2 separate regions of the Mus musculus genome follow, and region 1 is linked to region 2. A link is a contact called in public promoter capture Hi-C data. All regions are on one chromosome and are shown on one strand. The core of a region is the stretch at or near the end of the contact, and the rest is flanking DNA. Distances in the headings are between cores, read along the strand shown.

Region 1 (6,032 bases), core at 1,497-3,996, 1.5 Mb before region 2:
CTCCACCCCCTCTCTGTTTCCTCATTGTGTGATGTGGGTGATGATACCTACTTATGCCCACAGTGCTTTAAGCAAGCTGACTAGTCTTTACCGATGTTCAAATCCCTGCTTTCACAACAAACAGAAAAATCTCTGCAAATATCAGCGCACAGCTGCCTGCTTCCCACTCCCTCGAGGTGAAGGCCAACTATAACTCACAATGACTCCTCTTGCCACTACGTAAGAGGCTTGTCATCAATTCTTTTATTCTTATCTGTGAGGGCACCTGGCTTAGCATCCCTCTGCCAGCTGCCTGAGTCTGTTTGGTTTCTCACCCGCAGCTGCACGCCACACATGTCTGACATGCCCTTCCTGCCTTCTCTTTCCAAAACACAGGCCCCTCCTTTTTTGAATGCAGATGTTTTTCACAATACTCACTTCCTCTCAAGCCTGCCTGACTCAGCTTTGCCAGTTTCAAGATTGCTAATTATTTAATCGGCTCCCTTGCTTACCTCACCCTTCCCCCGCCCCCTTCCCTCCTCCCTTAGTAACTATGATGTAACACTGTGTTTGGCAAACCTTCACCGGTTGGCATCTGTATTTCTGGTATCTGGTTGCATGTCTGAGTGCCTACAGAACAAGAAACAAGATCCAGAAGTTGCCAAACAGCAATAACAACAAAATATGGATGTTGAGGGGAGACTAGCCCAGAATCACGGCTGTCTTACCTGGTACTTACTACTACTACTTGGGTGGCCCTCAGCAAGCTAGTAATCTTTTTGAACCTCCATTTCTTGCATGTTTGTCAGGAAAAATAAAAATAATAACTATAATACCTTTGCTATATTATTATTTACTGAGTATTTATTCAATATAGTCATTATTCAAAGCACTTCACACCGGTAGTTTATTTAATCACAACATCAACTCAAGCATCTAGATAAATTTTTCTTCTATGATTGTTTTGTTGTTGGAGCTTTTTGTTTGTTTGTTTGTTTTGTTTGTTTCTTCGTTTGTTTTTGAGATTACATAGCAGAAACTAACCCGGAACTCCTTTTCTAACCCAGGCTGGCCTTGAACTTGGGGTTCTTTCTCTTGTCCCATGCCTTGAGGTTACAGGTGTTCTCTAAGACATCCAATCCAGCCTTTTAACTTTTTCACTTAACATCTCAGTGCATATCCCAGGCTGGCTTCAGACTCAGGGCCTTCCTGCCTCAGCCTCCCAAGTGCTAGGATTGCAGGTGTGAGCCACAAAGTTAGGCTGAGACGTATTTTTAATCACTCTGCTTTGGCTTCCACATGTGGTCCTCTGTGTGTGTGTGTGTGTGTGTGTGTGTGTGTGTGTGTGTGTGTGTGTGTGTGCGCGCGCGCTCACATGCATTAAAAATACAGAGCTCCCATCACAGTGCCAGGAGCAAAGATAACCAGTGACTCAGCTGTTTCCCCCACTGGGACTGAAGTACACAAGGCCAGAAGAAGCATCTCTTTTCTTCTAGAATACGTTACCTAAAAGAGGACCTAGAAAAGGGCTGGGCAGGTAGTGGATACTTTAAATCTGTCTCCATGGCTCACGGTGAATGAAAGTAGAGAGAACACAGGATGAAGAACATTGCAACAGCCTTAGTGGCAACTGCACTGAATGGTTATTAAAGAGACTAAAAAGCTTTGAGAACACTGCCACTTAGTGCAACAATGATGATAAAGCTGGCACTCAGAGGGGGGAGACGGGGGGGGGGACTCTTTTTTAGCTTTTAGAGTTTGAAATATCTCTAGGACATATAAGCGAAACTACATTTTTCTTCTTTCTGGTTTTTTAGACAGGGTTTCTCTGTGTAGCCCTGGCTGTTCTAGAATTCGCTCTGTAAGCCAGGCTGGCCTCTAACTCAGAGAACTGCCTGCTTCTACCTCCTGAGTGCTGGGATCAAAGGCAGTGTGCCACCACTGCCCAGTGATACTCAATTTTTAAAAAAATTAGAAACCTCACTATTATCTTAAACTCTAGACCCTCCTGTGTCGACCCCCTGAGAAGCTGAACATTACAAACAGCACCACTGCCTCTAGCTTTTGACCATGTCAACAAATACATATACTGCTATATAATTGTCACTATCATTATGCTTGTGGACGTCTGGACTGGAGAGAGGTTTGGGTGCCATATAGTAACCATGAATGTAGATGAAATCAAGAGAACAGGAAGGAAACCGAGAACTTTTGGCAGCCAGAACTCGCTGATAGCAGGTTGCTGGAGAAACTTCTTCACTTAGCCTGGAAAGGGACTCTAGCCAGCCTGAGTTTGGCAAACATGGCTCTGTCAGGCCTTGCCCTTCTCTCCACTCCCTCTGTCTTGCTAAAAACGTTAGATTGAGTTCCTAAAGCTAGCTACCGAGATCCGTTCCCTTATTCACCTCATCCTAACACAGGATTTCCCCTTTTACCTTTATAAACTGCCACTCTCCTATGGGCCATGCCTGTCTCCTCTCTATTCAAAGACAGTCCTTTGTCCCCTCTTCGAGAGAAATACCTGCCCCCCCCGTCCCCCCCCTCCCCTCTTCTCTTTCCCCTTCTCCATCTCCTGTCTTGTCTCTTATTCCTATACTTCGTCCCTCTAGGGCAAATAAAGCTCCTTTGTCCTGAAAACTTGGTCTTGGGGTGTCCTGAGCCGATACCAGTCCCTTCAAGGCTGCAGTTTGAGTTGCGAATGGGAAGAGCCAGGCCTGCAGGGGGCGCAGCGCCTCGTCTCCGCACCTCACACAGCACGGAGCCGCTCTAGCCACACTGGGACTCGGTGGCGGCCGGAGTTGCACGTCCTGGCACCTCCTCCCTGAGCAGGTGAGTTCGCCGGTGGAGGAGGGGGTGCAAGGGTCCACGGGACGGACGGACGGGCGGGCGGGCACTGCTCTCTATATGCGCGGCGTGTGCCTCGGCCCTGACGGGTGGGGCTTCGGAAAGATCCGTGGGGACGGAGGCCGTGGTTGTGGTGAGCGCTTCCTCCTGACCTCACAGTGCCAGCCGCCGGCCCCCTTTTAACTCACGGGGATCCTTATCCTGGGCCTGCTGGCAGCTTCCGGGAAACACCTGGGGGGCGGGGCCGTGTGGGCGGGGTTCTGTGATTGACATCTCTTTCGGCAGATTGAACGGGCTGCCTCCGGACCCCTCCCCTATCGCCAACGCTGAGCCGAAACCATGGTGAGAACCCTGAGCTCAGCCCCTTTCCCCTGCATGCCCATGCCCTCATCCCACGTGGCTATCTCGGCCGGGCTTCTGCAAGACTGCCCTTGCGAGGCAACCGGCGTTCATATTATCCTATCCTCATATCCCTGGTAGCATGGGCGCCTGAAGGTGAAGACGTCCGAAGAGCAGGCAGAGGCCAAAAGGCTAGAGCGGGAACAGAAGCTAAAGCTCTACCAGTCAGCCACTCAAGCTGTCTTCCAGAAGGTGGGGCCCTCGGAGGTAGTCCCCAATAATACAAAGACCAAAAGCTTGACCCTAGAGTCAAACTGTAGGGATCCAAATTTTGATTCTGTCTGTTGTTGCTGTATTGCCTTGTTCGAGTCACTGGAACTGCCTTCATCTGTAAAATGGAGCTGATGATTGCACAACCTGTGTACGAGTATTGCAAAGATTAAGTGAGAAAATACCTGTTAGGCCATGTAAGGTTTTGCACAGTACCTGTTGCATAGTGCCACTATTGACTGGTTCAGAGTTTATAATGTTTAACCTAGAGCTGGGGAAAGGCTGTGGTCCCTGACCCTATAACCTGTCTTCACAGCGGGAGGCAGGCGAGCTGGATGAATCCGTCCTAGAACTGACAAGCCAGATTCTGGGAGCCAACCCTGATTTTGCCACCCTCTGGAACTGTCGCAGAGAAGTGCTCCAGCAGCTAGAAACCCAGAAGTATGTAGTAGTTCAGGTCTCTGCCCTGGCCCTCGCCTGGGTGCAGAACTGGAGGAGGATTGGGGTAGCCGGGCATAGAGATAGGATAGTAGGGGGACCAGATACAAGAAGGGAGGGACAAGTTGGGGTTGGATGTTGGAAGGCTCTAACCCCCCTTTCTCTTGGGGTCCAGGTCCCCTGAGGAGTTGGCTGCTCTTGTGAAGGCAGAACTAGGCTTCCTTGAGAGCTGTCTGCGTGTGAACCCTAAGTCCTATGGCACTTGGCACCACCGCTGCTGGCTGCTGAGTCGCCTGCCTGAGCCCAACTGGGCCCGGGAGCTGGAGCTGTGCGCTCGCTTCCTCGAGGCCGATGAGCGGAACTGTACGTGTCCACAGTCCTGTCCCTACAAACCTCATGGGCCCCGCATCCTGGTACTGGGTCCTCAGAGCGGGGAGGGATACACAGGATCTAGCACCAGCATCCTGGTAGTGCTGAAAGGGATGGCGGAACCAGATGTATGTATAGGAGCAGTCTATGTAGTTTGCATGGAGGAATTGCTAGGGCTCTCTGAGGAATTCTGGGGGCCGTCAGTACAGTAGCTCCTCTTTGTCCTGCGTCTGAGATAGGCTCCCTCCCTCAACCTCTCTAGTTCATTGCTGGGACTATCGGCGATTTGTAGCTGCACAGGCTGCTGTCGCGCCTGCAGAGGAACTAGCCTTCACTGACAGCCTCATCACCCGGAACTTCTCCAACTATTCTTCCTGGCATTATCGCTCCTGCCTCTTGCCCCAGCTGCACCCCCAGCCAGACTCTGGCCCCCAGGGACGGCTCCCTGAAAATGTACTGCTGAGAGGTGAGTGGGCCTAGACCAGCAGTTCTCAACCTGTGGCTTGCGACCCCTTTGGGAGTTGACCAACCCTTTTCATTGGGATCGCCTAAGACCATCAGGAATATCAGGTATTTACATCATGATTCATCGCAGTAACAAAATTACAGTCAGCAAGGAGCAAAGAAAATCATTTTATGGTTGGGGGGGTCACCACAACATGAGGAACTGTGTTAAAGGATTGCAGCATTAGGAAGGTTAAGGACCAGTGGCCTAGAGGATCCTGGCAAGGATTTTGCAGGAGCACCCAGTCCTGATGGCTGCCTAGCCCCGCTCTGCACCACCTTATTTAGCTCCTCCTCCTCACTGACACACGCAGTTCCTGTGTGACGCTTGGGCTGGAGAGAGTTGGGATCCTACCATGCTGACGCAACCTTCCTGGCCCCCACAGAGCTGGAGTTGGTGCAGAATGCCTTCTTTACTGACCCCAATGATCAGAGTGCCTGGTTCTATCACCGCTGGCTCCTGGGGCGGGGTAAGCAGTGGGGGAAGGGCAGGATGTTTGAGACTTAGAAAGAAACAAAGATGACATTTAAGGTAAACCGAGGCTGTTTCTCTCCCTAGCGGAGCCCCACGATGTTCTGTGCTGCCTGCATGTGAGCCGGGAAGAGGCCTGTCTGTCAGTCTGCTTTTCTCGTCCCCTGATAGTGAGTCGAGCTGTTTTTTTAAGCGCATCGTGGTGAGACCCTGTGTCTGAGGCCATGAGGGCTAAGGAGACTTTCTTTGTTCCCCGTGGCAGGTGGGCTCCAAGATGGGGACCTTGCTACTCACGGTTGACGAGGCACCTTTGAGTGTGGAATGGAGGACTCCAGATGGCAGGAACCGGCCCAGCCATGTCTGGGTATCCCGGGATTGGTGGGGCAGGATTAGGGTGGGACAGTCAGAAAAGCAGTGAGGTAGCATGTTTCCTTGACCAGTGCTCTAGCTCTGTGACCTGCCTGCTGCCTCTCTCAATGACCACTTGCCCCAGCACACGTTTCGTGTCATCTGGACAGGAAGCGATACCCAGAAGGAGTGTGTGCTTTTAAAAGGTGATGCTGTCTAAAGCTCCCCTTGCCTCGCCAGCCCCCCAGCCTTCTCTCTCCTCTCCCCACAGTGTCCCATCCAACTACTTAACCTTTCCCCTAGGTCACCAGGAGTGCTGGTGCCGAGACTCAGCCACTGATGAACAGTTGTTCAGGTGACAAGAAACCCATGGACAAACAGAGGGTCTAGACACTAGGCAGTTGGGGGCAGGAGACATAGGCCCCGGGGAAGGAGGATGGCTTAGAACTCTGGGCTGTAGGCAACATGC
Region 2 (5,897 bases), core at 2,786-5,285:
GCCCAGCCACTCGAAGAACAGCCAGTGGATTGGAACGTCCCAGGACAGATGCCACAGCCTTGACCCAGGTTGGAGGTGCACGGATCTCACTAGGGTCAGTTGGTCGTAGGGGAAAGCCCCATGGATCCACCAGGATAAGATGTTTAACTCTACATTAAACAGAAGATACACTGTATTTGCTTGGAGGTAGCATAGTTTTCCAGTTGCTGGGGAATGAGAGCATTACTGGGATAAATATTGGAACGTGTAGGAAGGCAGAGTCAGCTCATGAGTGAGAAGAGTAGCTTAAGTTACCTTTCAGGGTACTTGATAGAGTAAGAAGTGGCCAGGAATCCTCCCAAACTGTGCCCCAGGAGGATCATGGTGGGGATTCCCATGGTCTCCCGCCATGTCTCTATTGAGGCCACAAACTCATCTTCAGCTCCTTCTGGGTCCCTTGGGAATGTTGGCCTTGAGCTTCGCCCAAAACCAAGCAGATCAAAGGTATGAAGTGTGCGGCGGGCACTCAGTGAATCCATGTTGAGGATCCAGAGGCCCACACCGCCCCCAAAGCCATGTACCATCACCAGAGGGGTGCGATCCTTTTGTTCTGGGCTCACAGTCACCGTCCAGATCTTGTTCTGGTTTGGGAGGGATACATAACGGGCCAGGAACTTGTTCTGGAGACCTGGGAAGGGAAGAATTCCTGGGTAAAGCATCAAGAATGCTTCCTGAGAGCACAGACATTTTGCCTAGAATACACTCTTCAGTTTTCTCTCCTCTTAAAGAGATCATTTTAGGAAGCCCTCCTAGTCTCCACAGTGAGTTCCAGGACAACGAGGGCCACATAGAAAGACCCTGTCTCAGAAGAAAAGGGTAATAATGATGATGATAATAATAATAATGATAAAAGAAGACATGCTGAGGAAGCCATGGGAAGCAAGCCAGGAAGCCACATTGCTCTATGGTCTCTGCTTCAGGTCTTGCCTCTAGGTTACTGCCTTGGCTTCTAAACTTCATGATGGATTGTAACCTGTAAGCCAAATAAACATTTCCTCCCCGAGTTTGATTTGGTCAATATTTTAATCTCAGGAACAGAAAGTGAACTAAAACAGCCTCATCCATCTTCGGCCTCCTTAGCCCGGCCTTAGACAGAACCCTAAGTCAGGTTAGCAAGAACTGTCACGTGGTGTGCCCTGTTCCCCCATCTTTAGATCTGATCCAGTGAACCAACTTCTATTTTTTTGTGTTAAGTCCTTGACTTTTCTTCAGCAAGAATCTTGCTGAGTTCACTCAGAAGAAACTCCCCGTCTTGAGGTCTTTAGTAATCTCCATCCACTGACCTTGTCCGTTCCTTAGCTCTAAGTTCCCCAGCTGTTCCTGTAGCATGGGGAACTGGGAATGTTATCATCCCAGTGATGACAGGTCGAGGGCGTTGAGGGACCACTGTCGTGGAATACTTTGTTGTCTGTCTGTATCCTCCCTGCAAGCCAATGATTTTCTTTCCTCTAACCCATACTCTCCTAATGAGGAATCAGGGGGCTCAGTGGACCCAGGTTGGGGAAGATCCTGTATCCTTTCCAGGCCTTTTAAAGGGGAGGAGCAAACTGTCCCTTCTACTTACACTGGAGGATCCTGGCTTCCACATTCTTCAGTTGAGACATGGAAGTGGGGCGCCAAGTGGGGAGCCAGCTACTCAGCCAGCCCTGAGGCCTACAAGACACAAAGGTACTTACTGACAACACTGGAAAGAAGCCACTGTTCCCAGCCTTGCTGATAGCTCCTAGAGTTATCAGGGTACAAGGTGTCTCCCAACTTCAGGAGGCCTGCCCTTCATGGTCTTCAATATCAGCAATGCCTAAGCAGTCCGATAGATACACTGTTACTCTTTCCTTAGGCAAATGGCTATTAAGAACAATGGCCCTTAACAGATAGCAGATACCATGAACACAAAACTTGACTCTTTTGTATTTATTACCTTCCTGGAGCTTTACAACTCCTCTTTGTTGCTGGTTATTTTAATCTATGTTCAAGGAGATTACAGAGGGAGAGGGAGAGACTTTCACTAATATTTCCATTATTCTTTGTCACTCTCAAAACTAGCTGTTATTTTAGGGTATTACAGACAAATTCCCATGCCATCTGCTGTCATGCATGCTTCTGGAAGTTTGGGGTGCTGTTAGTGCCTGATTGGGGAATCCATCCATCAGGGATGAATTTAGAGCTGGGGCAGGCAAGGACCAAGGGGTAAGATATCTAGATTCATGTCACCAAAAGACACAGGTGGCCTCTGGCCCATTTTTCAGGTTGTAAAACTAGGAGAAAACTTGCCTATGTCCTAGAGTAAAACTGGTAACTTATCCTACTTTCCCTTTCACACCCAGTGACTCAGCCACTGAAGAGCAGAGGTGCCAAGCACTGGCTCTGGAGTATACAGAACTCCTGGGTCTGAACTATAGACCCACAAGTGAGGAACGGAAGGGGTTGAGGTCCAGACATACAGTGAACCTTGACAGGTGCCTGCCACAAATGTAGTTCTTGTTCTACCTTTCCTGTCTTGCATGCTTTCTCTCTTTTTGTGAACTCTGCCTAGGTGAAGGTAAGAGGATGGTTGCAGCAAGGGCTTGTGGGTTTGAGCAGGAGAAGATGATGGCATCCTTGGCGGAACCATCCCAGCTACTCATAGCATACACAATGGGCACCCTGAGTATCATGGGAACTCGCTGGATGAAGCACCAATACCTAGACCACAGATCTTGGCCAGTCTCAAAAGAGAGACTTCCTCTTTGCATTGTAGGCTATAACAAGTCAGACCATGACACCTGAACGAACCCCACACATCTCTAACTCTGGACAGCAGAGCTCAAGAGAAATGCTTCCCTATGAGACAGCAACACTGGCAGCAGTCCACACAGGCCTGGAAGGGGTGGGGGTTGGGGGACAGGGAGCTATGGGCACAGCTTGGCCTTTCTTCTGTACAAACAATCCAGAAAGAGAAAAGGCAACAGTGCCTGTCACACTGTGTGTCAGTGCTATTAGGGAGGTGAGAGCTGAGGTGGGAGAGTGAGGCAAGCAGCCTCTTAACATTGAGCAAGTCTCTGAATTTCTATGGGCATCCGCATCTGTTGCTTTATTTGTAAAACGGAGCTGAATGACCTGAGTCTTCTTTGGCTCTAGTGCCGTTTCCCGCAAGTCACTGTAGGCACCATAAATTTCCTCTTAGAAAGCAATACTCTTCTTGGGCAGTTCTTTTAGGTCCCTTACACGATTGTTTACTATTGATACAAAGTTATTTCGTTGTTCTGCAGATCCAAAAGGACAAATATTAGGTCAAGGGAAGGCCCTGTTCCTGTGAAACCCTTGGAGCTGAGTCATTCTCCTCTAAGCAACTTTTTCCCGATCCTGTTAGACCACCATCACACAGGTGGCATCTCAAACTTGATGGCCTTGGGCGAGCAGTAACCACATCCCAATCTAACAAACCTACTTCTGAAACCACGGCAGTAAGCATGTGTTTATGATTAAGAACACTATCAACTAGGATTGCAAGCAGAACGTAAAGGCGGCCAAGGGCTAAAGGAATTTGCAAGCCAGTTCCACACTAATTCCATCGCAGTGGAGACTTCTCCTACCCATGCCTTGTCCTTCAAGGGCTTTTCACACCCACGACTTTAGTTCCGGGCAAGTCTCCACAAGCACCACGTCCGCATCGGGAAGAGCTAGCTTATTCCTCGTGCTTTACCACTAATCTAACTGGGCTACCAGAGGGGCGATCGCGAAGACTAGTGGAAAGTCAGAGTCCCCAGGCTGAACGCAAGCTTAACCCTCAACACTCTCCCAGCTCCGCAGCCTTCTCATCTCTCAGCGCTCCCGGGGCTCCTGAGCGCAACCCATCCCTCCCTGGAAGCCAACCTGAAAGGAAAGGCGGGGAGTCTGAAGCTGTCCGCAACTACAGACAGTCCCCGGATCCTGGCCCGGACAGATAGAGACAGAAAGAGAAACGGACAGGAGTAACTCACTGCTGCTCCAGATCATCAGCCATAGTAAACAAGCCCTGCCGGGTCGAGCTGAGCCAGCCCATCCCTCCGCTCGACGCCAGAACCAGCTGACCCAGGGAAGTATCGGATAACAAAGGGGGCGGGGCCGGAGGCGGGGCCTGGGTCGCTAGCGGGGTTCTAGCGGGCAAAGTTGGCAGACCAACCGACTCAGCACATGGACAGCAATCAGTTGGGTGCTTCCTTCTGTTTGCTCCCTCTGGCCTGCGTCCAGGCTGAACACTACGGTCCCACAAAAGTAGGCTCCTTAATCCGGATCACATCCCTTTGGGGGACAGTGAGGGAGACAGGAAGACAGGTAGTTTAAAACTCAAAGTTCCTCACTGGAATGCCACCAGCCCCGCCTCCACACCTCCTTCAATTAAAGAGTGAAGGAACTGCTTTGCCTCTTGCTCACGTTCTCAAGCTTCCCTCTGTATCTCAGGTCACAGACGCTTCATCTGCCTTGGTAGTCCTATGGAAATGGTTTAGATGTCCGTGGAGTCATAAGGGTGCTTCCTATAAAAGGGCCTCGGATATTGTAACCCAAGATTTCCCGGTTCCAGAAATACAAAAAGCATGCTGCCTAGTTAAATTTTAGACAGCAAAGTTTAAAGCTAAGTAGGCTCCCTGTAGTATTTGGGGCATCCTGTATTCACAGCTCTAAGATGAGGGGTGACACCTGTCAGCATAAGCATTTCTCTGTTCTGGGGATGTCTTGCCTCAACCTACTTTCCAAGGAAAAAGTAGCAGTATCCTGCTTCCTTCCATTCGGTGGACCTCCCAGAGGAGGGCCAGTTAAAGGCCTAACGCATAAGGCTGGGCGTGATTAGGTATGTGGATATAAGATTAAGGATGTGGGATGTGAAGTGACTTAACCCAGAAGTTTTGAGCACATTTCAGGCTGGCTCGGCAGAGAGGCGGGACACATCTTGAAGCTGGCTTCAGAATTCACTTGAAATGGCAAAGGGGGTGTGGCATCCCTGGAGCCGCTCCCTTTCTGATTATCCACTGCAGTAGTTTAATCATACTTAAGGGGAAAGAATCTACTGAGGACTCTCTCTCTCTCTCTCTCTCTCTCTCTTACACACACACACACACACACACACACACACACACACACACGTCAAGGTGTATGTGTCCTGGGTTGGCCTCACATTGGATGTGTATCTGAGGATGATCTGTGCTTCCGAGTCTCCTGTTTCTATCTCTGGAGTGCTGGGATTATAGGGTATTCTGCCAGGCTTGTTGATTCAGGATTGTGGATCGAACCCAGGGCTTTCTGCTTGCTAGCTAGGCACTTTAGCAGTGGAGCTATGTTCCTAGTCCTACAGTATTTTTCTTTGGTCTTCTTGAAAGACCGAAGAGAACCTGAGATTTATTCTTTCCAGAAACACAATGTTAAACTGATCATTATAAGGGTTTAAAGTTGAAGAGAACTGGAATTTTCAGAAATGTCCATCCATGATTTTAGCCAAGCTCAGTGGTCCCACAATTCACTATACACAGTCATTGGGTAGGCTTGATAACAACGCAGCCTCCTGATTGCCATCCTCAGAATCTAATTCAGTTAGTTTGGTTTGAGGCTAGAAAGCTGCTTTTTTTTTTTTTTTTTTTTTTTTTTTGCATTGAAGGTGCTGGTGTTCCAGAAGACACACTAGTTAAACAAATAGAACCCATGGCCAGAAGTCTGGGTTAAGTTCAAGTTCTTAGCTTTGTCATTTATTTCCTGATCTTGGGCAAGTCATTTTGTCTGGCTGCTGCTGCTTCTGGAGTGTGTGGCTTGTGAGAATTCACTAAGGCAATTCAAAGAAGATTTAGCATATGTACTTTAACAATGATGTATCTTATGTCCAAAGCCAAACATTATGTTACACAAAGAAT

What was found. Promoter capture Hi-C pulls out the DNA fragments that hold promoters and counts their contacts.
Region 1: a contact with region 2 is called in a promoter capture Hi-C map of pre-B cells, with 3 times the contacts expected there. The contact joins the promoter of Rabggta here to the promoter of Abhd4 in region 2. A contact is called at or near these places in 2 of 39 promoter capture datasets (liver and pre-B cells).

The regions. Positions count from the first base shown.
Region 1 is chr14:55,718,977-55,725,008 of GRCm38.p6, reverse strand. It overlaps Rabggta (Rab geranylgeranyl transferase, a subunit), which reads left to right and starts at 2,746. Exons shown (of 17, transcript NM_001360387.1): 1 at 2,746-2,808; 2 at 3,109-3,165; 3 at 3,304-3,414; 4 at 3,749-3,873; 5 at 4,046-4,233; 6 at 4,502-4,705; 7 at 5,130-5,213; 8 at 5,303-5,385; 9 at 5,478-5,579; 10 at 5,664-5,769; 11 at 5,867-5,918. The coding sequence starts at 3,163.
Region 2 is chr14:54,257,421-54,263,317 of GRCm38.p6, reverse strand. Abhd4 (abhydrolase domain containing 4) reads right to left here and starts at 4,035. Exons shown (of 7, transcript NM_134076.3): 1 at 3,999-4,035; 2 at 1,604-1,692; 3 at 295-667; 4 at 1-149. The coding sequence starts at 4,021.